2 separate regions of the Mus musculus genome follow, and region 2 is linked to region 1. A link is a contact called in public Hi-C data. All regions are on one chromosome and are shown on one strand. The core of a region is the stretch at or near the end of the contact, and the rest is flanking DNA. Distances in the headings are between cores, read along the strand shown. Region 1 holds the start of Ddias (DNA damage-induced apoptosis suppressor). Region 2 overlaps Rab30 (RAB30, member RAS oncogene family).

The links. Hi-C and Micro-C count contacts between places; a contact is called where the count stands out from the background.
Region 2: a contact with region 1 is called in a Hi-C map of pancreatic cancer cells, with 4 times the contacts expected there. The contact joins the enhancer-like site here to the promoter of Ddias in region 1. A contact is called at or near these places in 2 of 39 promoter capture datasets (liver and macrophages), 1 of 15 datasets of contacts at CTCF or cohesin (the NIH/3T3 cell line), 9 of 484 Hi-C or Micro-C datasets (B cells, the HPC-5 cell line, bone marrow-derived macrophages and 5 more), 5 of 115 datasets of contacts at active chromatin or transcription factors (the SCID.adh cell line, bone marrow-derived dendritic cells, embryonic fibroblasts and 1 more) and 2 of 9 other capture datasets (adipose tissue and pancreatic islet).

The regions. Positions count from the first base shown.
Region 1 is chr7:92,872,309-92,875,540 of GRCm38.p6, forward strand. It overlaps Ddias (DNA damage-induced apoptosis suppressor), which reads right to left and starts at 1,939. Exons shown (of 6, transcript NM_001355126.1): 1 at 1,833-1,939; 2 at 454-536. Prcp (prolylcarboxypeptidase (angiotensinase C)) reads left to right here and starts at 2,945. Exons shown (of 9, transcript NM_028243.3): 1 at 2,945-3,192. The coding sequence starts at 3,031.
Region 2 is chr7:92,835,597-92,838,783 of GRCm38.p6, forward strand. Rab30 (RAB30, member RAS oncogene family) reads left to right here. Exons shown (of 5, transcript NM_029494.2): 5 at 93-1,521. The coding sequence ends at 343. Among named protein-coding and RNA genes, the nearest start is that of Ddias, 37 kb to the right of the region's middle. Within about 2 kb of position 1,910, at least 69 of the 459 cell types and tissues checked have an H3K27ac peak or open chromatin away from gene starts, as enhancers often do. A contact at or near this core is called in the NIH/3T3 cell line, bone marrow-derived macrophages, embryonic fibroblasts and 1 more, where this site is marked.

The DNA of each region.
Region 1 (3,232 bases), core at 689-3,188:
AAAAAAAAACAAAGCTGGAAATAGTGGTCTAAGCCTTTAATTCCACACTCAGGAGGCAGAGGCAGGATGATCTCTGTGAGTTTGAGGCCAGCCAAGGATACATAAAGAGACCCTGTCTCAAAAACCACACCAAAGCAACCCCATGGTGGCTAGATAACTGGGACTCCTCCCTCCCCTCCCTCCCTTTCCTAGCCAAGTCACAGTCACCAATTTAGTATCAACTCTTTACAGGGCACTTTCCTGATCCATGGCGATTTCTAGACCCATCTTTTTAAAGGTAAGATTTTCCTCTGTTGCCCTTAGGTCTCTTTGAATCTCAGGCTGGCTTCAAACTAGAGATTCTCATGACTTGGCCTCCCGAGTGCTAAGCTTATTCATACAGGTCTCCATACTCAACTTTGCTATTCGGTTTAATCCTATCCAAAAAAAAGGGGGTGGGGGTGGGGTACTTACCCTAGGACAGCAGTCTCTATTGTTAGTTGAAGTCATCCAAAACCTGGCCCTTCTTGGCATAATGGAGGCACTTAAAATTTTATCTGAGGAGCGAATAAAAAAATGACAGAGTGCTCAGTGATCCCATTTTTTGCAAGGTCAAGAAGCCAGCCTTGACATACCTATAAATCTAGCAATTGGGAAATAGAGGATGATAGAGGGAGTTCAAGGTCAGTTTTGGGTATAGAATCCTGTTATCTTGGAGCCGGGTGTGGTGGCACTCACCTTTAATCCCAGAACTCAGGAGGCAGAGGCAGGCAGATTTCTGAGTTCGAGGCCAGCCTGGTCTACAAAGTGAGTTCCAAGAGAGCCAGGGCTATACAGAAAAACCCTGTCTCAAAAAACAACAACAACAACAACAACAACAAAAAACCAAAACAAACAAAACAAAAAAACAACAAAAAAAAATCCTGTTATCTTAACTCACACACATAAAACATAAAGCAAAACAAACCAGAACGGCTTTACAAACTAAGCAATTACTAACGAGTCAGAACATGCCTTAGGTGTGGTGGGATAAAAAGAAGTTTGGGAGGTTGAGAGGGTGGTGCTTTTGAGGAACACACAAGGTAATCTGGGGTTCGGGATAATTCAGTATGTCATGAACAGAGTGTGTGTGTGATATCCTGGGTTTCACCTCCCACACTGAGAGGGTATATGTGTGTGTGTGTGTGTGTGTGTGTGGGGGGTATGACAGGGTCTAGAACTGAAGTTAGAGAGGCAAGCAAGGCCAAAGAGCTTTTAACCTAAGTTACAGATTTTGAACTTAAAAATATCGGGACAAACAGAAGCTTCTAAAACAAGTGGTGAGTATCTAGGTAAAGAATTTTTCACCCATCTGCCTGGTCTTGGAGGCTACTACTGTCACTGCATGCAGCTGTCACAGGTTAGATTATGGTAGTGGCAGTGTTCAGTGGGGAGTTGGATTTGGATCTCAGGTGTGGGTTCGTGAGAGCAGGGAAAATAGAAACCTTTCAATTTCTGGACTGCGTACATTACTCAGTAAAATACTTTCTCTGGGCAGTCAAAGTCATCTGAAAAAAATAAAACAAACCATCTTTGCCAGCACCTAGCACAGTAACCTGCTGACATAGTTTTATGCCCCCGTTGAAAGTCGAGCCCTTTCCTTTCTGGGTTTTTGGGGATCCGCAGCAACAGTAAAGTGCTGATAAACCTTCGCCAAGGAACATGAAAAGTATTGACTTTCCCGTTTAACCTCGTAGCCGGCGTTTACGGCCAGAAGTCCTGAAATCAATCCATACGGAGTGCAAGGTTACAGCGCCTCGTCAGGAGTCTCTCCACCTAGAGCCCCCCAAGAACTCCTTTTTTCAGCGTCTCACCTGAGGCAAAGGACACAGACAAGCCCGGGCAACCGCTCCGCCCTCCGGCCGCTCGGTCCGCCGCTCTCCAAACGCCAGCAATCGAATCTCCCGCGTCCTCTTCCGCCGGAAGGACCGTCTTGACGGACTTTCAGGAGAGCCAATCAGAAAACGCCCTGCAGGGCGTGTCCCCACCCCACCACCCACCCCCGGGCAAGCGACCCTTCTTGTAAAGCTAGGGGTAGCTGTGGGTTTCGAGGGTCGTTCTTCATCGACTGGTGGAGCGGTAGTTCTCTCGGCGAAGTGCGAGGGAAGCCGGGAAGGCTCGAGGCGTGGGAAGGAGTGGCTTCAGACGGACGCCGAGGGCGTGGGAGCGGATGAAAGTTGGCGCCGCGGGCTGGACAGGAGGGGGCGCTGTTGTAGAGGGAGTCGCCATCGCGGAGCATGGATGGATTACCGAGGCTTAGAGAAGGCTTAGTCTGCGCGCAACACCCAGCGGCCACAGGAGGGACGGGTCGTGCGGGCAATGCGGACGATGGGGGTGACCCGAGAACTGAACACCGGTGGGGCTGCTTAGGCGGGAACAACAGAGGCGAAGAGCCCGAACGGCCTACAAGGAAGGGGGCAGAGCGATCTGTGAACCTCGCTCCATTTCCTGCTACTTGAGGGGCCCAGCATCGAGTCCCTGTACTTGTTTCCTCACCTAAGTAGAGGGGAGAGTCCAACTCCGTCTGGAAGGTTGCTGTTCTGGTTGAGTGTGGGTCACGTGTGTGCCGTCATGCCTGGTGACAATAGACTCACTCTCCCTCCCTCCTCCTCCCGCCCCGTGCCATTATAAGGGATTTGCGGAGAGCTGGGGTGTTACGTGGGACTGAGGTTGCGGGGACAGTGTGATGGTGGCAATAAAGGCGGGGATATGGCATAACCTAGGGTAGCGATAGGGCTTGGGGAGCCATAGATAAGGATGGGGCAAAACCCTGCGTAGTAAAGGCCGACGTAGAGTGTGACCTCAGTGGAGGTGGGCGGGGAGAAGGAGGATGGCGAGTGGCAAGTGTGGAGGCAACGCCTTTGGGGCCAGGAGCTGCCTGGTTTTAGGTTTCCCGGGGGAGGAGCTGGTCTGCAGCGGGCGGAGCTACGAGCTGGGCCCGGCTTAGTCTTTGCGCTTCTGCTGGTGGCTCTCTTTCTTTAGTCGCCCACACTGTGGCTGCCATCCCCAGCCATGGGCTGCCGGGCTCTCCTGCTCCTGTCTTTCCTATTACTCGGGGCCGCCACAACCATCCCGCCTAGGCTAAAGACCCTCGGCAGCCCGCATTTGTCAGCCAGTCCCACACCCGACCCTGCTGTAGCCCGTAAATACTCAGTTCTTTACTTCGAACAGAAGGTAAGCAGAGGCTGGGGAGTAAGGGTTCTAGGTCCCACGT
Region 2 (3,187 bases), core at 660-3,159, 37 kb before region 1:
CTCCTGATGGACTTCAAGTCTGGAATTGAGTCGCGATGCTTCCTGGCTGAAACACAGTCAGGTGATGATTCTTTGTTTTACCCTCGTTACAGGCAACAAGATTGACCTGGCTGAAAGGCGAGAGGTCTCCCAGCAGAGAGCAGAAGAGTTCTCAGAGGCTCAGGACATGTATTACCTGGAGACTTCAGCCAAGGAATCCGACAATGTGGAGAAACTCTTCCTTGACTTAGCATGCCGACTCATCAGCGAAGCAAGACAGAACACACTGGTGAACAATGTATCGTCACCCTTACCCGGAGAGGGGAAAAGCATCAGCTATTTGACTTGTTGTAATTTCAACTAAAGGCTGAGGCAAAGAGAATCAAAGGGAATCAGTAGTTGCCTTGGTGGGCCGTACGTTGCTAGGGAATCTGGCAATGACTATGGCTCCCGCTCTTGGACCTTCTGACTCCTGTAGGCTCCAGAGCTTACCAAGCATGCAGGCCAAGGGCCTTGACTGCAGGCCAGCATTAGCAGAACACATAATGGTTTCACCCTTTTGCAGTCTGGCGTTGGAGCAAGGAGAAAATTGCACTAAGCGCTCCATGATCTGCAGAGCATGTTGCTTTTGTTTTTAAAAAAGCAAGTAAAAAATGCATTCCTGAACACAGAGCAGGGGATCGTGTACTGTAGGAATCCTTCTGTGTGTCAGCGGGTGCATGAGGGGCTATTCTTTAGGCTTCAGTGGTAATCTGGTGCCCATGGATTTCTTGACTACCAGGTAAACCAAAACTGGAAAGGCCAAGTACTGTCTCTGTAGTACTTATTGAGGACCCCATGGAGATTTTGAAAAGTGTTATTTCTTTTGTCCACAAGCACTTTCAAAACCTTTGGGATATAAAAATGGGAACTCTTCTCACGACCAACAGTAAAAATTATTGTTTAACAATATATACAAGCTCCATGACTCTTTTTGGTGCTAATGATTATGCTATTTCACAGACCAAACGTTTTAGTACATTGATACCCTTAGATGTATTACCTAAAAATAAAAAGAGAATGGGGGAAATCCATGAGTCAGCAGTCTTCTTCAGTCTCATTACCACCATTTCTAGGATGGGTTTGGATATGAGAAGCCCTTCTTCTTTCATATTCTCCTTGAAATTTATTAACATTCTTCTATTCTTTCACACTTATCGTGCCCTTTAGGTAAATCAAAGTATTAAAAAAATGGGGAAAAATATAAATTATGACATTCTAATAAAGAAGATTAGTTGTAGGACATGTTGAGTAGCATGAGAAAACAGAGCAGATATGACCAAAATACTGTGGACTATGGACTGACTGCAGGGCAGACTTCCAGACAGAGTGCAGCTCTCTAACAGGTCACGCCTTTTCCTTTCGGGAACTAGCCTTGGAGAGGCCAAGGTTTAGGATTTTGTAGACATTTTTAGTATAATAAGTGAGAATAGCAAGAGATGAAAAGTCTCACAAATCATTTTTGTATCTTCAATAAACTTAGGAAAGTGTGCTCAGGAAGCAGGCTGAGCTGTCCTTTATTAATATTAATATTGATCTCAGATTCGTCACCATACATTTCTTCCCCCTTTATCTTTTCTTCTCCCTAGTCTCCCCCTGTAGTGTTCCTTTCCCCATTCCTTCTTTTTCTCTTTCCTCCCCATACCGGTATGCACGTGTTACTCGAAGTCTCCAATTCCGATGGAGGTGTATATGCCTTTACTTAGCCGATTTCACAACAGGACTCAAGTTGGGACACGTGCTGCTGAATGACTTCCTGTTTCTTCAGTGCCGTGGCTTGATGCCTTCCAGTTTGTTCACTGTCATAGCTGCAAATACGACAGTAACTAAGTCTGTGTGCTCTTGGTGTTGCTGAAGCTTGCTGTATAGCATAACTGAGTATGAGTCACTGAATGAGGATATGACGGGAAATTCCGCTGTCGGTATTGATGGTGACAATCCTGGACCTGACATGTCACTCTTGGAAAGCTACTGAATTGTAAAGCAATGATTCAACAGGGCAGGATATTGATAACACATTTCTAGCATTTCTAACAGAGTCCAGAATGCCCAGTCTTTCTCGCCTGTGACTGCGTGTATTATTACCAGTCGTTGGTGTTGATTGGCTCACTGTGCTCTTCTTGATTCCACAGGAAAGAAAAAGGCTTCCTACAAGTTTGAACTGTCTTCCCTTTATATAGGAAGGGGAAATAAATCACTTTAATGGAAATCAAAATCATCTATAATTACCTTTGCTTAATAGCCAGCAACCAAAGGCATCAGAAGATAAACTAATCAAAGTTACAGAAAAATATATCTTTCTACTGTGAATGTCCCTAAATTTAGATTTATTACTTTTCTTTATGGCAAAATTCTGATCTCCCCAGCATAAGATGACTCAGCCTTGTCTCACAGCACTGTGTTAAAAATAACGTTGCTTTGTGAACTTTAAGGGCTTTGTTAGATTGGACTAATTTAGCTCCAGAATAACAGCTTTTGGGGTCACATTTATGTTATTTTATTCTCATTCCTTTGGGCTTATAGCACCCCCATCTGTCCCTTCGAGTTCAGAAGCAGCTCAGAGAGCTCTGCCACAGGTCCATCTCCCTCTGGGTCTCTGAGTCTTTGAGTAAATCATAGTCACCAATCTTTGGCCTATTAGTGTGGACACTTGAGAAGCTGGGCCCTTCCGTTCCACAGTTCTGTGAATTTAAGATTAGGCCATTGGGATATTTGTTCAGCGATGTATCTCAAGTTTGAGAACAATCCTTGACAATACTGTAGGTGCAATAAATACCAATTGAATAAATGAGTCAGTGCCAAGAGTTTTGTTTGTTTGTTATTTTAAAGTGAAAGTCCTTAAAGTGGTTCTTGAGATAGAATCATTTCAATCTAGGGCAGGACATAAATATTATTTTGCCTAATAATTCTTATTGCCAGGGCAATATTTGCTCAGATAAGCCTCCTTTACATATAATTATTCAATGGTGAAACCCCCCCCCAAGTTTTGGTTTATTGTGATGTCAGCTCATCCTGACAAGGCCATCGCTTCTTCTATTTGTAGTATGACAATTTTTTTTTACTTTTTAATAAAATTATTAAATATGTGACCACCTTTTCAATTTCCAATGAAAATACATGTTCAGGGTGTAGAGTCAAGCTTGGAAAAACTCTGTAGGATTGTAGGTTT